2 separate regions of the Ovis aries genome follow, and region 2 is linked to region 1. Evidence: chromatin contacts called from public Hi-C data. All regions are on one chromosome and are shown on one strand. Each heading gives the region's core, a stretch centred on a gene start, on an enhancer-like site or on the middle of the called end of the contact. The rest is flanking DNA. Distances are from core to core; before and after follow the strand shown.

What was found. A called contact is a pair of places that touch in the nucleus more often than the background predicts.
Region 2: a contact with region 1 is called in a Hi-C map of tail adipose tissue, with 4 times the contacts expected there. The contact joins the promoter of SSH2 here to the promoter of CORO6 in region 1. A contact is called at or near these places in 3 of 16 Hi-C or Micro-C datasets (hypothalamus and tail adipose tissue).

What each region holds. Positions count from the first base shown.
Region 1 is chr11:20,811,108-20,815,376 of ARS-UI_Ramb_v3.0, reverse strand. CORO6 (coronin 6) reads left to right here and starts at 2,492. Exons shown (of 10, transcript XM_015098554.4): 1 at 2,492-2,717; 2 at 3,890-4,149. The coding sequence starts at 3,952.
Region 2 is chr11:21,058,486-21,063,163 of ARS-UI_Ramb_v3.0, reverse strand. It overlaps SSH2 (slingshot protein phosphatase 2), which reads left to right and starts at 2,628. Exons shown (of 15, transcript XM_042255464.2): 1 at 2,628-2,931. The coding sequence starts at 2,869. It overlaps EFCAB5 (EF-hand calcium binding domain 5), which reads right to left and starts at 2,967. Exons shown (of 22, transcript XM_042255465.2): 1 at 2,913-2,967.

The DNA.
Region 1 (4,269 bases), core at 1,243-3,742:
GGAGAGGAGAGAAGAAAAAAAATGCCATTTCAAGGTAGGAGACAGCATGTCACGTAGCTTTTCTGCCAACAAGTGGTGCAGAATTGGAAAGAACCTAACCCAGCCCTCTTCATTTTACAGCTTAAGAAAGCTGCAAAAACAGGGTGACTGAGCAACGGCTAAAACTCCAGTTTTGTAGTTAGTCCATGCGTCCTCTCCTCTGTGCCATAAAACGCAACTCTTGGTATCAGCATTTGTGAGACAAAGTGACATTCTCCTTCAAGGAGAGACAGAAATGCATGGTGCTGGGCTTCCCTGGTGGCTCAATGGTAAAGAATCCACCTGCCAATGCAGGAGACATGGGTTCAATCCCTGGTCTCAGAAGATCTCACATGCTGCAGAGCAGCTAAGCCCGTGCACCACAACTATTGAGCCTATGCTCTCGAGTCCAGGAGCTACAACTGCTGAGGCCGCACACCCTAGATACCGTCCTCCACAACGAGAGGCAACTAGAGAGGCCCCAACTCACCACAACTAGAGAAAAGCCCCAGCAGCAATGAAGACCCAGCACAGCCAAAAAAAAAAAAAAGAAATGCATGGTGCTGAAAAGCTTGACCCAGACACCAGAACTCTTGGGTAAGAATCTCAGCTCTACTATCTCAGTTTCCTGCCTCAGTTTCCTCATCTGTAAAACAGGGGTAATAATAGTACCCATCTCAGAAGACTATTATCAGAATGGAATTAGTAAGTGTAATGTCTGTAATACAGTGTGTAGCTATTGTTATTAAGGAGCTACTGAGTCACTCAGGTCTTTCCCTCCTAATCATGTGCCCGGAATCTTTAGGTAAAAGGGAGATTCTTCATAAACTACTCTTATGCCCCTCTCCAATGCCATAATTATTCCTGAAGTACCCATAACAAGTGTCTGGCCCACAAGCCACTGAATACTTGGACTCTTCCTGAGAAACAAGCCTTGTGATCCGTTTGAGGTTCCCACCACCTTCCCTCCTTTTACCCCTAATGCTGACCTCTACCTTCTGGAAGGCTGTGTTCGATTGATTTCCAGGTGTGTCCAGAGAAAAACTTCCCTGGTGGCTCAGATGGTAAAGCGTCTGTCTACAATGCGGGAGACCCGAATTCAGTCCCTGGGTCGGGAAGATCTCCTGGAGAAGGAAATGGCAATCCACTCCAGTATTCTTGCTTGGGAAATCCCATGGATAGTGGAGCCTGGTAGGCTATAGTCCATGGGGTTGCAAAGAGTCGGACACGACTGAGCGACTTCACTCACTCACTCACTCCTGGAGAATGAGAAGTAATTGCTGGTCCCCTGTGCCCTCCAGGGCCTTATGATCTAAAGGAAGAAATCCAGGCAGCAGGTGAGACTGCTTAAAGAGCAGCTATAGGGATTAATTGTTTTCACTGGCTGCATTTTGATCAGATTTCTTTTTATCTCCTTAATCTTGGTCTAACTCAGCTGGTAAAGAATCCGCCTCCAATGCAGGAGACCCCAGTTTGATTCCCAGGTGGCGAAGATCTGCTGGAGAAGAAATAGGATACCCACTCCAATATTCCTGGGCTTCCCTTATGGCTCAGCTGGTAAAGAATCTGCCTGGGCTGAGGGAGACCTGGGTTCCACCCCTGGGTTGGGAAGATCCCCTGGAGAAGGGTAAGGCTACCCACTCCAATATTCTGGCTTGGAGAATTCCATGGACTGTATAGTTCGTGGGGTCGCAGAGTCGGACACGACTAATCTTGGTCAATACTCAGATCCAAGGGTCTTGAAGGGAGTGGGAGGTGGGTAGGGGCTTCCCCGGAATACAGTAGAACACCAATACAAACAAGGCCCTCAAGACTTGAGGAGTCAGGTTTAGTGTCTAAAATATGGCCAAAAACCTGGGCCAGCTGCTTTTCCTTGAACCTGGTGTTCACTTTTTTCTCCATTCCTACTCCCGGTTTTTAGGTTGCTTTCTGCCCTGTTCCGTGGAATCCTCCCTAAAGGGGTGAAATGTCTAGTAGAATGACAGTGTATTAATAACAGCAACAATAACATTCACAGCCCCCTGTCAGGGACTCTCCCAGCTGCCCTGGGCCAACCTAGGCCCTCATCCAAGGGTCCCTAGAGCATCCTCCGGGCTCTCTCCTCGTGGTATGTGGACGTGCAGTCCCACAGCCCCGGTCTGCCGGGACTGGCTAAATTGGGACTGTGATTGCAGCAGGAATGCAGCGCGAAGGCATCTGATCTCGCGCGGCCGCCGGCTCTAAGAGGAGCGCGCCCCCTCGTAGGCTCGCTCTCTCAGCGCCCAGCTCTAAGGTCTAGGAACCTGGGCCTCCCCAGCTCACCCGGTAGGCGCGGAGCCCGGAGAAGGATCACGCACAGCTCACGAGCACACATGCAAAATTACTCTGGACGCTTCTCACAGGCCGACGGACTAGTCGCGCAGCCTGTTCGGCGCTCGACTTTCCCGCCGCTGGAGGGGCGGCGCCTTGTGGCCCCGCCCCCGCCGGAGGCCCCGCCTCCGCAGGTTGATGGCAGCGGCAGCTGGGACTGCAGCGGCGCCCGGCCCCGGGAGTCGCAGGCAGTGGCCGGAGCGCGCAGCCGAACGCCCGGGCCCCAGACGCCGCGGACACCCGGAGAGGCAGTTCCGGCGCCCTGACGCCTCCCTCGGCCTTTAGCGCACCGCCAAGCCCCTCCGCAGAGAAGTCGCAGCGTGAGCACCCCTCGGCCGGCCCAGGACCAGGTACTCCCCCCGCCAACACCGCCGCCGCAGCCAGTGGAGCGGGCGGGGTGTCTGGAGGGGACAGAGGTCTGCGCTCCCTCCACCCGCCCCCGCCACCGCCGCCAAATTCGGTCCCGGGCGGGGCGGACTTGGCGTCTATATTTGGCCGGACAGCGGCCCGCGCGCCCTCAGGGCGCAGACACCTCGTCTCGCAAGAACGCAGTGCCGGGGCCGAAGGAGGGTGCGGGGAGGCCGAAGGCCGGGCCTGAGGCCGGGGGCTGCAGAAGCGGCTTGAAGGGCACAAGGATGCCCGGTGCTGGGGAGGGGCTGGAGGCAGCGGCTGCGGCTTGGGAAGCGCTCGGTGTGGTGCCTGGGGAAGAGCTGAGTGCAAGCTCCTAGCGGGAGAAGAGGCACCTCACCCTCCCCATTCCACTTCTGAAAATCCGGCTCTGGCCTGGGGAGGGGTTCGAGGACCCCAGCCGCAAGAGTTTAGCAGGAGAGAGGACCCAGAGGAGAAGTGGGACTGAAGTATGGCGGGCAAAAGCCAGAATACCGTGGTGAGGGCCTCTTAGGAGAAGCCGGTGCGAGAAGGGTGGGAGGAGGACATCTACCTTATGGCGCATTCCTCCCACTCCCACCCGACCCGCGACAGCATGGGAGGAAACTGAGAACAGGGGCAGGAAGGACTCAGGTTAGCTGACAGGAGGAACTCCTCCTTGGCAAATTTTTAGAAAAAGGCAAACCCCATTCGCCTAACCTATGCCAGAGATGCTGAACTTAGAATCTTGGGGGGCTGCAGTCCTAGCCCCTCAAATGGCCTTAAGCCAGGAAGTCTCTGATTGTGGACAAGACGCCTCTGGGAGATAAAACACTTCGGTGAAGAGATGCTCACCCAAGGCTGGCAGCCGGAGGGCAGCCTGGTGTTGAGGCTCCTCCCAAAACCGCTTGAAGGTCCAGGAAGCTTTCAGGCCCAGTTAGCTTCCACTGTTGGCCCCAGTCTAAGGGCCGGTCTCTAAGGAGAAGTCAGGTCCCCAATCCAAGTCCCTCGAACTAAGCGAAGAACTCCCATATATTAATTACCTTGAAGAAAACGCCTTGCTTCTAGGACCAGACTCTATATTAATTTATACCTGACTCTTGGCAAGATAATCCTTCTCACTTGCCACTTCCCCAACTCTTCCTCCCTCCCACAGCTACAGGACTAAGGACCAAAAGCATTTCTGGGCACTGAGATCCTTCATCTCTGCCCCCAGCTATGAGCCGGCGCGTGGTTCGGCAGAGCAAGTTCCGCCACGTGTTTGGACAGGCAGCAAAGGCTGACCAGGCCTACGAGGACATCCGTGTGTCCAAGGTCACATGGGACAGCTCCTTCTGTGCCGTCAACCCCAAATTCCTGGCCATTATTGTGGAGGCTGGGGGTGGAGGTGCCTTCATCGTCCTGCCTCTGGCCAAGGTGAGGGATGAGGGGAAGGAAGCAGGTGGAGGACACCGACTGTGACTCCTGGGGACTCCGGACAGCAGCCTGTGTTCTCACCTAGCTCCATTCCTAATTTGGGAGGACAGTCTAGGTGGA
Region 2 (4,678 bases), core at 1,379-3,878, 250 kb before region 1:
GCATTTGCCCAGACCTTCTCTGTTTTTCTAAAGCACTTTGTACATTTCTAGATTCCTCATATATATATATATATATGTATATATATGTGTATATACATATATAGATGTATGTATTTCCTGTGGGGCCTAGCAGAGGCGACTGAAACAACAGTACCATTAAAGCCTACTGTAATTATTTGATGCATTTTCTACTGCTAACAAGCTGTGAGAGATAGACAGACTTTTGTTTTTAAAACAGTGACTAGTATATGATACACACTATTTTCTCAATTAATGGTGAATGACTCAATGAACATGCGCGAACAACTTCCAAATCTTAGTTTCCTTAAAAAGTAATACACCAGGAAAAGATATTTCTCCTGTCAATAAATTAGCTTTCTATTACAAACCTTATGTGAATTTGGGTACCTTACAATCCTAATTTTGACCAGAATTTTATCACCTCAGTTGTGGTGAATAAAGACATTCTAAACCTACCTACAAATGAGACATATCTTGACCACAAATCTACTTCTCCTAATGTTAAGAAAAGGCATGGAATCATGTATTTTAAAATATTTTTATTACCTTTTTGCTTGATCTATTTTCTACACATACAGTATACTCAGAAAATGCTGACTGCACTTGGAACAAACTTAAGAGAATAACAAAATTATTTTAATTACACATGGGGTTTTATAGTTTATATTGCACTTTACATTTTTTTCTCGAGAACAAGAATCCTGTGAGTTAGAACTCTGTTGAAGAAATAAACTAAAACTTAAAAACTTTAAGCCATTTGCTCAAGGTTTTACAGAGGCCAGGAACTAGAAGCGAGATCTCTAATCGCTAAGGTGTGCTCTTTCCCACTGTAAGATTATTTTGCACTGTAAGATTATCATTGTCCAAAAGAATTTAAGATTGTGTTGCTACATAAAAGCAGATAATCAGTGTTGCTGTCCCTGAGTCAGAAGCACATTACTAAGACCTATTGATTTGAGTAACACTTAAAAAAACATTTTTTATTGAGGGATAATTGCTTTACAGAATTTGAATAACACTTTTTTCTAGAACTATACTTTGGTTAATAAGCCATGTTTCATTTATTTGTGTTCATTCAGCTTTCAGCAATGTAAAATTCTTGCCTAGGCATATAGCTTCCTGTTTGATCTGCTAAGCTTTGGTTCAAAGTTCTTACTTCTGAACTTTGTCTGGTCTTTTCCTGTTTACCAAGTAGCTCTGGGAAAAACACAGTCAGATTGTTTAATCTGTGAACCGTACATCTTTGTTTAATTTTGGCTCGCAGGCACTCTTGACCACCACCAGGGGGCAAAAGCCTACCAGCTGGCTTCTCTGCTGTACATTCAACATAGGACTGTACAGTACAGGGACCCTCAGTGTCTGATTCTTGATGGAACCTCCCTGCTAATTATTTCAACCACAGGGCCCCAGGGAGAGAACAAAGGCTCAGCACAGAGGGCTCCAGTGGCACTTAACCATACAGCGGCCAGAAAGGGCTCAAGGCTGCTCTGCCAATTTACAACAAGCAGTAAGATCCAAGAGAGTTTGAGTGACAAACAAGAGGCGGTGGATTAATAACTGCAAACTCCGGAATGTCTGCGTTTTACAGACATGTTATGTATGGTGGTATTTACCAGCACATCCACTCAAATTAAGAAATAGCTTTGTCAACTCTGTTTCTCTGTGTAATCAATCTATGGTATTTATATGGCGCGATTTCCACCCCCGCCCCCCTTAAATCTTGATTTTTCATTATGTTCTTGGCTTAGGTTCAGCTGATGATTTATCTTTTAGAAAACTATTTCTTTAGAATATTCAATCGACATTTCGCATGTGTCTATGAAATAATGAAATCTAGAGACGAAGAGAAGGAAAACCCCAAAGAGCAAATCCTGTCTAATCAAGAGAATTTCTTCCCAGCAGGAAGCAAGTGGGAGGTAAATAGCAGGTTGGACCCTTGTAACTCCGTGAGCCCAGCTTTCTCGGCTTCCCCCAGGCTCTCTCGGCCTCCCTGCACTTCAGGAATAATGAATGAGCCCTTAGACAGGGGCCAGGGTAACAGGAAGCACGAGGGTACCATGAAGATTCTCGGGTATAAAATTACAAACCCTTCTTTCTTTCAAAAAGTCTCATCATAAAACATGGACTCAGAGCGGAAGGGTGGGAAAGCTAAGAAGAAAGCCCTCGAGAGCCGGGTCAACGGTAAGGTCTCTAGCCCAGAAAGTCCCATCCGCGCTCAGAGGAAGCGTTTGAAACCCCGCGGCGCCCTTTCCCACCCGGAAACTCGTTCGCGTCAGGATTTTCACCTCGGTTTCTTCTCACTGAGGTGGGTTAAGCTGTGCGCCCAACCTCGGGAATAAAAAAAGGTTGTCCTTCAAGAGTGGGGACTCCAGCGACACCCCCTCCCCAGCCGCAGAACCCGCTCCCTAACACACCCCCTCAAACCCCCAGAGCAGCCTAACCCGCGCGATTCCCAGAGCCCGGGGGGAAACCCCGAGAGGGGGCGGCGGCCCGAGGCGCACGCACCCGGCCGCCTTCCGGCAACTCAAGGGTTACGGCCAGGCGGCGGCGCGCGAGGAGGGGAGAGGCGGTTGCTGACAGGTGGCGCCTGCGCACTGGGAGCGCTCATTGTGCCCCGCAGCTGCCGAACTGCCCGCCCGCCAGCCAGCCAGCCGCCCGCTCGGCGCGTCAGTCTGCGAGAGTCCGGTGGTGGGTGCGGAGTCTGCGGCCGTTCGCGCGGCCTCCTCCTCCTCCCTGTTCCCCTCACCCCCACCCCACACCCCTTTGCCCCATCCCGGCTCCGTCACCCTCCCGCCCCCCACACTCGGGACAAGAATGCCCTGCCCGGAACAGCCCAGCAGCGCCTAGATGGCTTTGGTCACGGTCCAGCGGTCGCCTACCCCCAGCACTACCTCCAGCCCCTGCGCCTCGGTGAGTCCCCTCCCGGCAGCCGCTCCGCTCGCTTCTGTCACTGCGGCTCCGCTTTGCCTCAGCGGGTCCCGCCGAGCGCCACTGCGCACGCGCCGCGCCGCTTCCCAGGCCTTGGCACCCGGCTGCCGCGAACCCCCCACACGCCCCCATCTTAAAGACGAGCCGCAGGAACTACCGGACGTTGATGTGTGCCTCCGTCACTCTGAGCACCTAGCGCCTCACCATCCTCGCCCCGAAGCCCCCTGTGGCATGCTTTCCTCTGGCTTGAGCACTTCCTTTCGGGAATGAGTCATTCTTGCTTTTCACCCTCCCCCTTCCTTTTACCCTCTGTTGCTCTGCTGCAGGGAGAGGACCCCGGGACTCCTGCCATGCCCCTTACCCACACCCACATCCCCTTACCCGCACCCATTTCAGGGACCCGTTCCGTCTTCACCCACCGCCCGCCCTTCGGGCTCTCCGGGCGTCTGCCTTCCCCCTGGTCACTTGCTGTCTTTCTTGTGTCCTGTCCATTGGGCTTCATTGGACGGCTGAACGGTAGTTACTCCTAGGTTTCTCGCCATCTCCCCTCCCCCAGAGGGTGGCGGGAGTCTCTGCTCCTTGGACCTCTCACCTTTCCTCGACGAGGTCCTGAAGCATCTGGCGCTGCTTGATGACCAGTGCCAATTCATTTACATCTCACAGACATGTATGCATCGCACTCATTGCTCATGATCGTTCTTGTTCTCGAGTCGTGTTTGTATGGCTCGTTACTTCAGATGCCAGTGCCAGTGAAGCGTGCTTCCAGAAGGAAAATACCCAGTAACCAGCCTTTTCCTGCTGGGCCCTTCTTTGCCTTCGCCCCACCCCCACTTCTTTACGCTCCATTCTTTTAGGCTTTTTTTTTTTTTTCTGGAAATATTTGTTTTTTAAAATGAAATATTGCACCAGTGGGGCGAAATGGGATCTTTTAAAAAAAATCCAGATGTTTTAGAGGGAAATAGATGGAATGAATATATGAGGAATTAGAAAAACCGTTTGGAACTTCCTACAGAATTGTAGTTTTAAAAACTAGGTTGGTGGGTTTAGTAGTTTCAGCTTGCAAACACGTATTCAATATACACAGAAACACCTTCCACTGTAAAAATTTGGGTTACTCTTAATTTATATATTAACTGAGGTGTGTGCTTTGACATCTTGAAAACATGCTGGTTTGTGATTTCAACATAGTTTCCTGAATTTCAAAATTTTGCTGTGTAGTGTGTGGTGGTTTCCTTTTTTTCCCCCCTGAGCCAGCTTTTGCACTCTGTGTGACTAAATTGGCAGCTATATCCTAATTCTAGAAGCGATTATACTTCAGAGGTTACCTTACCTTGTGTTGTTTCCAGAAGAACTAGCTGGGATCCTTGGATAGAAGCTCAGGGAGGCAGACTTTCATGCTAAGGAAGAACTTTGTAACAGTGGGGTGGACTGCCTTGCAAAATAGTGAGTGCTCATTGTAGAAAAGTTCAAATAAAAGGCTGGAGGTCCTTTGGCCTAGGAGATGGTGTAAGGGCTCTTTCTAATTCTTAAGATTATATGATTTTAGAATAACTGCACTTGAAAGCTCGTAAAATATTTAAGGGTCTTCTGAAGACAAATATCATAAGGTTGGAAATTTAATATACGTTATTCTTATATGTGGTACTTGATACTAGTTTTTGGAAAGTTATTAACATACCATCAGACCATCTTAATTCACTCTTCTTGTAAACCTTTTGAGGATAGTGGT